2 separate regions of the Pan troglodytes genome follow, and region 1 is linked to region 2. The links are chromatin contacts, called in public HiChIP or PLAC-seq maps. All regions are on one chromosome and are shown on one strand. The core of a region is the stretch at or near the end of the contact, and the rest is flanking DNA. Distances in the headings are between cores, read along the strand shown.

What was found. HiChIP or PLAC-seq counts read pairs in DNA pulled down with a chosen protein or histone mark.
Region 1: an H3K4me3 HiChIP or PLAC-seq map of stem cell-derived excitatory neurons shows a contact between it and region 2, with 5 times the contacts expected there. The contact joins the promoter of LOC129135563 here to the promoter of ZNF277 in region 2. A contact is called at or near these places in 1 of 7 Hi-C or Micro-C datasets (stem cell-derived neural progenitor cells) and 1 of 1 datasets of contacts at active chromatin or transcription factors (stem cell-derived excitatory neurons).

The regions. Positions count from the first base shown.
Region 1 is chr6:127,820,511-127,825,583 of NHGRI_mPanTro3-v2.0_pri, forward strand. LOC129135563 reads left to right here and starts at 3,676. Exons shown (of 1, transcript XM_055078606.1): 1 at 3,676-3,834. The coding sequence starts at 3,676. The coding sequence ends at 3,834. All of the region lies in intron 2 of IFRD1 (interferon related developmental regulator 1), which reads left to right.
Region 2 is chr6:127,578,815-127,583,692 of NHGRI_mPanTro3-v2.0_pri, forward strand. It overlaps ZNF277 (zinc finger protein 277), which reads left to right and starts at 2,001. Exons shown (of 12, transcript XM_519316.7): 1 at 2,001-2,306. The coding sequence starts at 2,216. DOCK4 (dedicator of cytokinesis 4) reads right to left here and starts at 1,983. Exons shown (of 52, transcript XM_519315.8): 1 at 1,601-1,983. The coding sequence starts at 1,637.

The DNA.
Region 1 (5,073 bases), core at 2,426-4,925, 240 kb after region 2:
GGCAGGAGATGCAATATGGAGAGAGAGGTAGGTGCCAAACCTAGGTAAGGCCTGGAAGCTTGAGAGTGGTGAGCTCAGAGACCTGCTAAGAGTTTGATATGGCATTAGGAAAGGGACTGTGTTAGGTGATGAGAGAAGTGATTTGGGAGATACAGGCAAGAAACAGATTCTGACAAGCCCTACATGGAGGATCTGGGAGGTATTATTTCTGCTCAGTGCTATGCAGAGAATCCCAAGGAGGCCATGACTAAAGTCATTCAAAGAAAACCTTTCATGTTTATGCCTTCAAGGAAGGTATGAATACTGAATCTTATCTTTATTACTTGTTCTTGAATCAAAGTCATCAATGAGAACTTAGAACTCTTCTCAGGTGTGCCCCTAAATTCTGATTAATGTAAGATTTATTTTTGCAACATTTGAGTATACTTACCCTGATGGTGATTTCTGTTCGATGGAATGTTAAACTAAGTTGTTTTGTAAGAGGAGAATATATTTTACAATGACTTAAATGTTGAGGCAGCACATAATGTCATGTTGGTAACAAATATGTGATATTTATTTATTAGAGCATGAGAGTATTTTGCCTCCTGATATATGAGGCAGACATTGCTATTTGTCTACCTTATATCCATGGTTTCCCCTTCATTCTTATCAACAGAACCTCAATTTTGTTTGCGAATGAGCCCAAACAAAAATACTTGTGTTCTAAACTTCCTTGCAGCTAGGGATCATCCTGTGACACAGTTCTGGTCAACATGTAGGTGGAAGTTTCTAGGGAGTGTGATCTTTCCTGAAGAAAAAGGCAAAGTCTGGAGAAAGCCCTTTTTCCTGTTCCCTTTCGTGCTTCCCCTTCCTTTCTGGTATTTGTAAGCATTTAGTGACTTGATGTTTGGAGTCTTCTAATTTCTTTAAACATATTGCAAAATAGTATGTGGAGCTGAAGACCACTGTCCCATGAGGAGGTGGGCTAAATCTTTGTGATGTTTGCACTGGTCTGGAGCTAAACTGCAGGCATAAAACTATAGTAAGGTAATTTTATCAAAAGTACAGTATCTCTCAGAATTCATTATACTGAAGGCTGTACTTCATGTTTGTAGTGATAAGTAGTTTCTCCCTTTCCTTGATCCAGAATGTATGTATGTAGTGATACATAAGTTTCTCCCTTTCCTTGATCCAGAAAAATCTAGTCAACGATTATTTCTTAAATGTTCATTTAACTATATATATACTAACTATAATTTCAATTTCAAATGTAACACTTCCTTTTGTGCCATGAGGGATACAGCAAGATTTTTTCAAGTTCCTGGGCCTGTAGATTTAAAAAAAAAGAAAGAAAGAAAAGTAAGAAAAAAAGAAAAGAAATTAAAAAGAGGAAAAGATTTTTGTTCTTGGGAAGCTGATAATTTCATGAGATGACAGATGTGTTCACAAATAAATGTAAAACAAGTACGTATATGATGTGGTGGGCCATGGCCAGGCCTGCCGCAGAACGACTAAGTGGATGTGAAGGGATTTGGAAAAAAAGCCCCTGCCCCAAATGCAAAGCACACATTTCCAGGGCTGGAACCTGGATGTTAGGCCTAGGTGATGTGACTCCAGAGTGGCAAAACTGTTGCCTTATGTATAGTATAAATTGTTTCTGGATGGTGAAGAGCCTAGGGTTATAAAAGTTATTGAGTCTACAATTCTGTGAGACATCTCATTCTGTATAGGCCCTGTCACTGAGTTGCAGTGTGCCTCTAGATACAAGGAGTCAGTGTGAGCTGCTTCCTCCCCCACAACCTGCCTCCGTATTTGGTTTCTGTGCTCTGTGCAGTTTACTGGCTGCTTCAGAAGTAAACAAAGTAAAAGCAACCCTGAAATGTTGCCCATTAAATAGCATCTTTGAGTAGGCCATGTGGGGAGGTAGTAAGTGCCATTAGGGCATTATTAGGATGAGTGTCAAAGAGTTGTGAGGAGGAAGAAAATTCTGGCTGGAGGCTTCAGGAAGGTGGCAGCATGAGCTACATCTTGAAAGGCGGATAAAATTTCTTAAGGTGAAGATGGGAGGAAAGGCATTACAAGAACAGGAAAGAATATGAATGAGGAAATGGAGGTAGGAGAACAGAGCTGTGTATTGGAAATGAAAAGCAGTCCTGTTTGGCTGAAGAACGAGAACTGTATGAGGAAGCAGTGAAAGATGAGGCTGGAAAGGGAGTCAGGGCCAGGCTAAAAGGGTTGGCATTTAAAGTTAGTCATGGGAGCCATGGAATGTTTTTGAGCAACTATTAAAGCAGGTGGATTCGTAAAATAGGGAACACACAAATAAATCTGGCAGCATTACTGTGCATGAAACATGGATGAAAAGACTGGGAGATCACTTAAAATGCCCAGGCATGAACTGAGGTCACATGTGATCACAGAATAGGACAGGAATTTAAGAGTGCTATTTTAAAACTAATTGCTTTGCGGGTGGGGAGGGGGTGGTGCATCAAAGGGAAAAAAGACTATGAATTTGAGTTTTGGAATTTAACATATGGGAGGATAATAAATAGTACAGTGAACAAAGGGAAGACAGGAAGAAGGAAATATAGTATTCGTTTCAGAGATGTTGGGTTGAGGCACAAGTGGAACATTCTGGTGGAAATGTGCTACAGGCAATTGAAAATAGAAGAATAGAGCTCAGCTGAGAGGTGGAGTGGCGGATGACTCACCTACATTGAGGTGAGTCAGGGACTTTGATCTGTCATAAGCATAGTATATGAACCTAATAACAGGCTCTAAATACTAGACAAATGTCCTAACAAGGAAGACAGAGATCTAGGAGTGCCTTGAGAAAAAAGGCAGCACTGCGATTATTGATCTGTATAACTCGTGTTTGTTTTACCAGCTGTGAAGTTCTCAGAACTGGCAGGTAGTATTGTCAAGGGACACATTCTTGTATAGAAACCCACAACGCTGAATCGTCATATATTCCTAGTCTAGAATCTGAGATATACACGAACTCCACAACTAAGTAGACGAAAGCATCCCTTTTTTTGGGGGGAGGGATGGGGGGCACATAACCCTGAACCACGGTCCAATTACAGGTACAGTACTGATGATGGCTTAAGTAGTTCATGGAACTAGTTAAAACTAAAACCATGGAAATGTTACCCAGGAGAGGTAAGGCTGCGTGCCTGGCAGGTGCCGCAGGGAAGTAGGGGAAAGGTTAAGGAGAACACCAGCCTCCGGAGAAAGAGAAGCAAAGGTGATTGCATAGCTGCCAGCTGGAAGCCGACTCTCGTCATAGGGCATACTCGCCCCACTGTGCATCGCCGGTGCCTACCTCACCCAGTTCCAAGGCGGGGGCGCGCCGAGGCAGGGGTGGGGTCACCAAGAAAAAAGCAAGTGGGCAGAAAAGCCCGTTGGGAAGAGACGGCCGGGAGGAGGCCCCGGCCCCAGCCTTACTACGTTTCCCAGAATTCAGTGAGGCCACGAAGACAGGCTCCCTGGGCGCGGACGGAAGACTGGCCGCATGGGATTTGTAGGCAGGATCCGCGCCCCGCCCGACGGAGGAGTACAGTGGGGAGGTGTGCAGGGATTGGCTGGGAAGCGCTCAAGCCCCGCCCACAGAGTGACGTCAGGTGGCGGTATTGCTACTTAAGGCGTCGTGGCCTCCCCTGCCCCGCCTTAGCTCCCGCGCTAGAGAGAAACATGTATCGTTTTCGATCACAGCTCTTCACGGGGATTTCTGCTGCCGCCACCGCCCACTCTTACCCCCGCCGCTTCTCGACTCCGTTGTTAGCCGAAGACTCGCCTCTCAGCCGCCCGCCGCACAGACGCACGAGTAAAAAGTGCAGCTCCATCGGCTGATCCTCGCTAAGCTCCGACTCTGGGCGGCACCAGGCGTCCCACGATGCCGAAGAACAAGAAGCGGAACACTCCCCACCGCGGTGGCAGTGCTGGCGGCGGCGGGTCAGGAGCAGCCGCAGCGACGGCGGCGACAGCAGGTAAGGGGTATCCCCGCTGCCGGCATCCCGGTTGCCGGCCAGGCTGGCGAGTCTTCCATGCTTGGGCACGGTGGGAGTTGTAGTTCTTTTTCTGATGTACACATTTGCATTTCCAGGGTGCGTGGTTTGGCTACTGAACTACAATTCCCAGCGTGCCCTAGGCGCTGCTCCTCGCGCGATTTAGATCTGGCGTGCGAACCGGACTCTTGGGCACCGGCCGTGGGGGGCAGGGAGGAACGGGTCCTTGGGCCTGAGAGTGTGTCGGGACAGGGGCTGACCGGGAGCTGGGCGGGAAAGGAACCATTGTCAGAGTTCCTTTCTCGGCGGCGATCTCGCCCGATCTCTCCCCGACCACGGGTGGGGAAGAACGGGGAGTTGAGTCCGTGCAGTCACTGGCCGCCTTTGACACCCTGGCTCCAACATGGAGCTCCTGGGATGCCAAACGTCCGGCGGGTTTGGACGGGCTCTTGCGTCACGCGGCCTGGGCCTTGCGCGGTGGGCCCGGGGTGACGCAGAGGCGCCGGGGAAGCTTTCCGTCTCGCATGTCCACCTGGCCAGGGGAAGGCGTCGGAGGCGGGGGGACCACTTTCTCCCCCCTAGGCTGTGCTCCTTCCCCTAACTGGCACCTGCAGAAGCCCTGAACCTCTAGGACCTCTGCGACCACCCGAGGCGACCTTCTGCTCACGGGGGGAAGAAACGCGTTCTCCTTTGTGCTGCATTCTATATGTTGTCTGCAGTGAGCCACAGAGAGGCAGGGTAGTGAGGAGCTTAGGTTGCAGTTGGCTAAAAGTTGAGGTTATTGTGCCCTCGCTACGAAGTTGAAACTTTTCCTGGGTGGGATGAGTAGGTGCTTAACTGAATTTATGGTTTTCTACTTATTATATGGTTAAGAAAAAGGATTCCAATTGGAATTGGAAGGCCCTTCTAGGAGAGACCCCAATAAACTCAAATCGAGTATTAAATAACCTGGGTAATATTTTATTTAGAAATTTAAACAGGAGTTAAATATTGGAGTATTCTCCGACGTTATCACACTGGAACTATTAGCCATCAGGTATTTTTGGACACAGTTGCCCCTCCGCCACGGCTGCCACTCAGAATG
Region 2 (4,878 bases), core at 751-3,250:
ATCTACTCCTTGCCAGTAAAGAGGCTGGCAAAGACTCCTCTGACACTTTGAAGGAGGGAAAGCTGGAAACCTTTCCCAAAGGTGGGTTCAGGTCAAACTATTGTCTTGGTAATCAGTCACAATCCAGAATGGAAGCTAACGTGAAATGTGGGAATGATTTTGTTGAATCCTACAGTCCTTTCAATGGACCCCAAAGTCCTATCCCCAGGCAAAGTTGGGAAAAAAAAAAAAAATCCCCTCGGACTACGACTCCCTGGGAAGGCTTTCCAGATGTTTTAAATTGCAGGAAAATGAATTTAGAACATAAGCAGATATCTACACATCACCTAAATCACTAGACCTGTCCTCAATTTTAAAACACACACACACACACACACACACACAGTACACCAGTCGGCAGAACAGGGCACTATAGGAAATAAAGAGTGTTAGTAAAATCCATAATGCTTTCTGTTAGACCTTCTGGGAGGTTATAATTGCATTTGGCCGGCTGCAGGCTTGTCGGAGAGCCTGGCTTCTTAATAGGCTCAACCCTAAAAGGAGTAACTGTCAAGGGGCGACCCAGCTGAAATCAAACAACAAAAACGGGAACTGTAACCCGCCTGAAATGGGAGGAGGAAAAGGAAGGGAGACTCCTGTATTCATCAGTCAACATTAATGTCCTTTGTTGTTCACCTTTACACAGAACAGCGAGAGCTATCCTGTTCCTTTTTCTCCGAACGCCAGTGTCAGGGTACGCTTTCCTAAAAGCTATCTCCCTGCCCCCAAGAACCAGGCTTTCCGATCCCCCTCCCCATTTATCACTCAGCAGCCCTGTACCGCCACACCGCCCCCACTGCGCTCACCCGGGGTCGAGAGGGTGGCCAGAAGTAAAAACACTGCTGAAATACCCGTTCTTCTCCAAAGACCAAAGAACTGAGCGGCGCAGATGTTGAAATTTACCAATGCCCCCGCCCCGCAACATACACACCCCATAAATCCGGGATCGCAGAGAGGGAGGAGGGTCAGAGAGGGCTCAGCCTGTCAGAGCGGCTCTCTCCAGGACCCTGCCACATTCCACACTCCGGGAATGTCGATTCGAGCCAGAGGGAAGGGTTTGCGCCTCCCTACTGTTTTGGGGGTGTTCTCTCTGCCCGAGTGTTGTTGTCTCCCTCTCCACCCAGAGGAACCGTTGCAGCTCCCTGTCGCTTTGGGGAAGAAGGGTAAGGAAGGAGAGAAACCCCATTCGCCTCCTCTTCCAACTTGACATACACACACAAACGCACGCACACACACACACACACACACACACACACACGCCCAGTCGCCACTCCAAACTCCGCAGGCAGAGCCCGAAGCTAGCGGGCCGGCCGCGCGCTCCCCCAAGCTGTCCCGGCGCTTCGGGAACCAGTGCGGGGCGCGCCGAGCAGGCGGTGCGGGGCGAGAGCCTGGTGCGCAGCCCTCTGCCTGGAGCTGGCTCGGCAAAGCCCCGTACCCGCTGCGCGATGCCAGGATTAGGCATTTTCAACCGGGCGGAGCGAGAGGGGCGCGGGGGCAAGGACGAGAAATGCGCACTCGCTCGGGCCAGAGCAGAATAAAAGTTCGCCCCGCGGAGACTCACCCACGCCGTATTTCTCGTGCTCCGTAGGTATCCACATGGCTAAAGGGGCTCCGGGGTCTTCAGGCTTTGTAATCCCCGCGCCCCTTCTCCGGCTCACAACAATGCACAGTCCCCGAGCAGCGCTGCAGTGCCGGAGCCCAGCGGCTTCGCGCGGGCTGCGGGCGCTGGGCAGGATCTGCGCTGGAGGCTCCCGAGCCCAGCGTTGACACTGCGCCGCCCGCAGCTCTCCCGGCGGCGGCTGCTCACAGTCCTCCGACGCGCTCCCGGGTACCCGGCGGCGCAGTCATTGTTCTGATTCACTGAACTAAGCGAACACGCCGGGGCACTCTCCGGCGCACCCCCGCCCGCCAGCGCCTAGTCCAGCCCTCCCGTCCCAGGGCCCCGCAGCACGCTGGGAATTGTAGTTCTTGGCCTCCCCATCCCGGAAGTGGGCGCGGCAATTGTGGTTCGGGGCGGGGATTCAGTTTTACTGATTACGTCCTATTGGTCCAGAGCGCGGCGTAGGTGTGGAGAAAACATTACGTCGACGGGGAGTTCGCCTCCAGTAGCGTTTCTATTGGTGCCACCCCGCCTCCGACCCGCCCTGCGGCCCTCCCTTTTCTTTTCTGCCGGGTAATGGCTGCTTCCAAGACCCAGGGGCCTGTCGCCCGAATGCAGGAAGACCGTGATGGGAGCTGCAGCACAGTCGGGGGTGTAGGTTATGGGGGTGAGTACGGTGCCCCCGAGGCGCGGCTGATGTGTCTTCCTTTCTCTATGACCGGGTGTGCAACGGACCTCTGGTCTGACCCTAGGAGCCCTTCAGCTCTGGGGCCACCTGGGTTCGACTGGGCCCCACGGGTGGTGGCCCAGCGGGATGGGTTGGAGCCGGTGGCGGCTACTTGGTTGGGGCTGCCCGGGGATGGCGGAGAAAATGCCATGGGATGGCGGAGAAAATGCCATGGAATGGCCTTCCCCTCCGCCGGGGAAGCTCCCTGAGCGTTTGTCTTCTGGTTTGGAGCTCCCAGCTTTGAGCTAGCTGCTGAGTGGGTTTGGTTCAGATCTGGTTCGCGCGCGTGTGTTTATAACTTTGGGATTAGCAGCTCTTTTTCCTCACCAGTACACTGCCTTGGTTTGCTTGGTTTGACCTCGCAGATGTGTTTTATTTAGCTTCCGGAGTATTTCCAGTCGCAGACTGGTGGTCACTGCTCTCCACTCTACAGATTTGCCCAGTTTGTGGCTGAGGTGACCTCTGAAGGGAAAGTGTGTGTATCTCACAACCTCCCTGTAGATGGTTAACTGCTCTGGGTGTTCTCCAGATTTGTATGTGGAGCCTGAGAGATCTTCCCAGTCTCTGGGTCCTTAGAGAAAGAAAAGGAAAGTGATAGATAATTTGCACTCGTGGCTTCAAAGAACATTTGAAAAGGGTTTTGAAAACCATCACAACTTTGGCTGTACCTGACTTTCAGGTTGTCCTCTGATCCACTGTAGGAATAAAAAACCAAATTTTGAAAGCTGCAGGTGGATTGTGTTTAGGACTCTTTTACCTTTAGTCTATCCCTCCCCCATTCCCCCCACCCCATTTTTGTCTTGATGTGTAATTTAGCACAAGTTGTCTTTTTCTGATGAACATGGTTTGGGGCTTAAATATAGTTCTCAGACTGTTGCGACTTTGTTTTTCGGTTTATTTGTTTTTGCTTTCACAGTTAAATTGATATCATCTTAAATATTTACCTCAGCGGCACAGAGTTGAAGTGCAGTTTTTTCCCACTTCCCAACAGTGGAACTCCCTACTCTGAAATTATTTTAGTACCTCTACCAAACAAATCTTTGGTAGTCTCCTGAGTTAAATATTGAATTTAACACCCTAATGGTTTATTTTTGGGTTGGTTATATATTGGGCTATCTGATGGTAACAGACTATTACGATTTCCTAGATTTTCAAAGTTCAGAGGGCTACCAGTTTAAGATCTAAACTGGTGAATTTATCTCACAGTCTAACTTATTTTTAAAAATGGGCGGGCACGGTGGCTCACCCCTGTAATACCAGCACTTTGGGAGGCCGAGGCGAGTGGATCACAAGGTCAGGAGTTCGAGACCAGCCTGGCCAATATGGTGAAACCCCGTCTCTACTAAAAATACAAAAATTAGCCGGGCGTGGTGGCGGATGCCTGTAGTCCCAGCTACTTGGGAGGCCGAGGCAGGAGAATCCCTTGAACCCGGGAGGCGGAGGTTGTGGTGAGCCGTGATCCACCACTGCACTCCAGCCTGGGAGGCAGAGCAAGACTCTGTATCAAAAACAAAACAAAAAAAAAGGATATGCCTTTCAAAAATGTAAAATATTTAAAAATATTTATTTTTAAATTTTACAAGTTTAAAAGTTTTTAAAAGCACTTCAAACCATTCAGAAGTGTATGAAGTAAAAAAAATGAAAATTCCTTCACCTCACAGTACCACTCCTCGAGTATTAAGTGATAAGAGTTTGGTACATATTCTTTCCAACATATTCTTCTTCTTTTTTTTTTTTAATCCTACAATCCGTATTCTGTTAAACCACCATATTCTTATATGACACACATCTGTATGATTTGATTTTTTTTTTTTTTTTTTTTTTTTTTTTTTTTTTTTTTTTTGAGACGGAGTCTCGCTTTGTCAACCAGGCTGGAGTGCAGTGGCGCGATCTCGGCTCACTGCAAGCTCCGCCTCCCAGGTTCACGCCATTCTCCTGCCTCAGCCTCCCGAGTAACTGGGACTACAGGCGCCAGCCAACACGCCCGGCTAGTTTTTTGTATTTTTAGTAGAGACGGGGTTTCACCGTGTTAGCCAGGAGGTCTCGATCTGCTGACCTCGTGATCCGCCTGTCTCGGCCTCCCAAAGTGCTGGGATTACAGGCGTAAGCCACCGCGCCCGGCCTATGATTTGATTTTTATAATAAAAAGGGATAATCTATATAAACTGAAAGATCTGCAACCTTCTTTTTTCTTTCAGCAGTCTATCATAGAAACCCTTCCACGTCAGTACATTTGTTTCCTTTTTTTTTAAGGACTGTGCCCATCATATTCCAAAATATGATTGTGCCATTCTTTAAATGAACATATAGTGTGACTTTAGTTTTTCAGTAATGTTGCAATGAACAACTTTATGTACATATATTCTTGCCCACTGGTTGTATATTTTGGGAGAAAATTGCTGGATCAAAGGTTATGCAAGTTTAAAATTTTGACAGATGCCAGACTTTCCTCTTAAAATATATTCAGCATACATTGCCACCTGTAGTATATGAGTGTTCTTTCCCCCATATT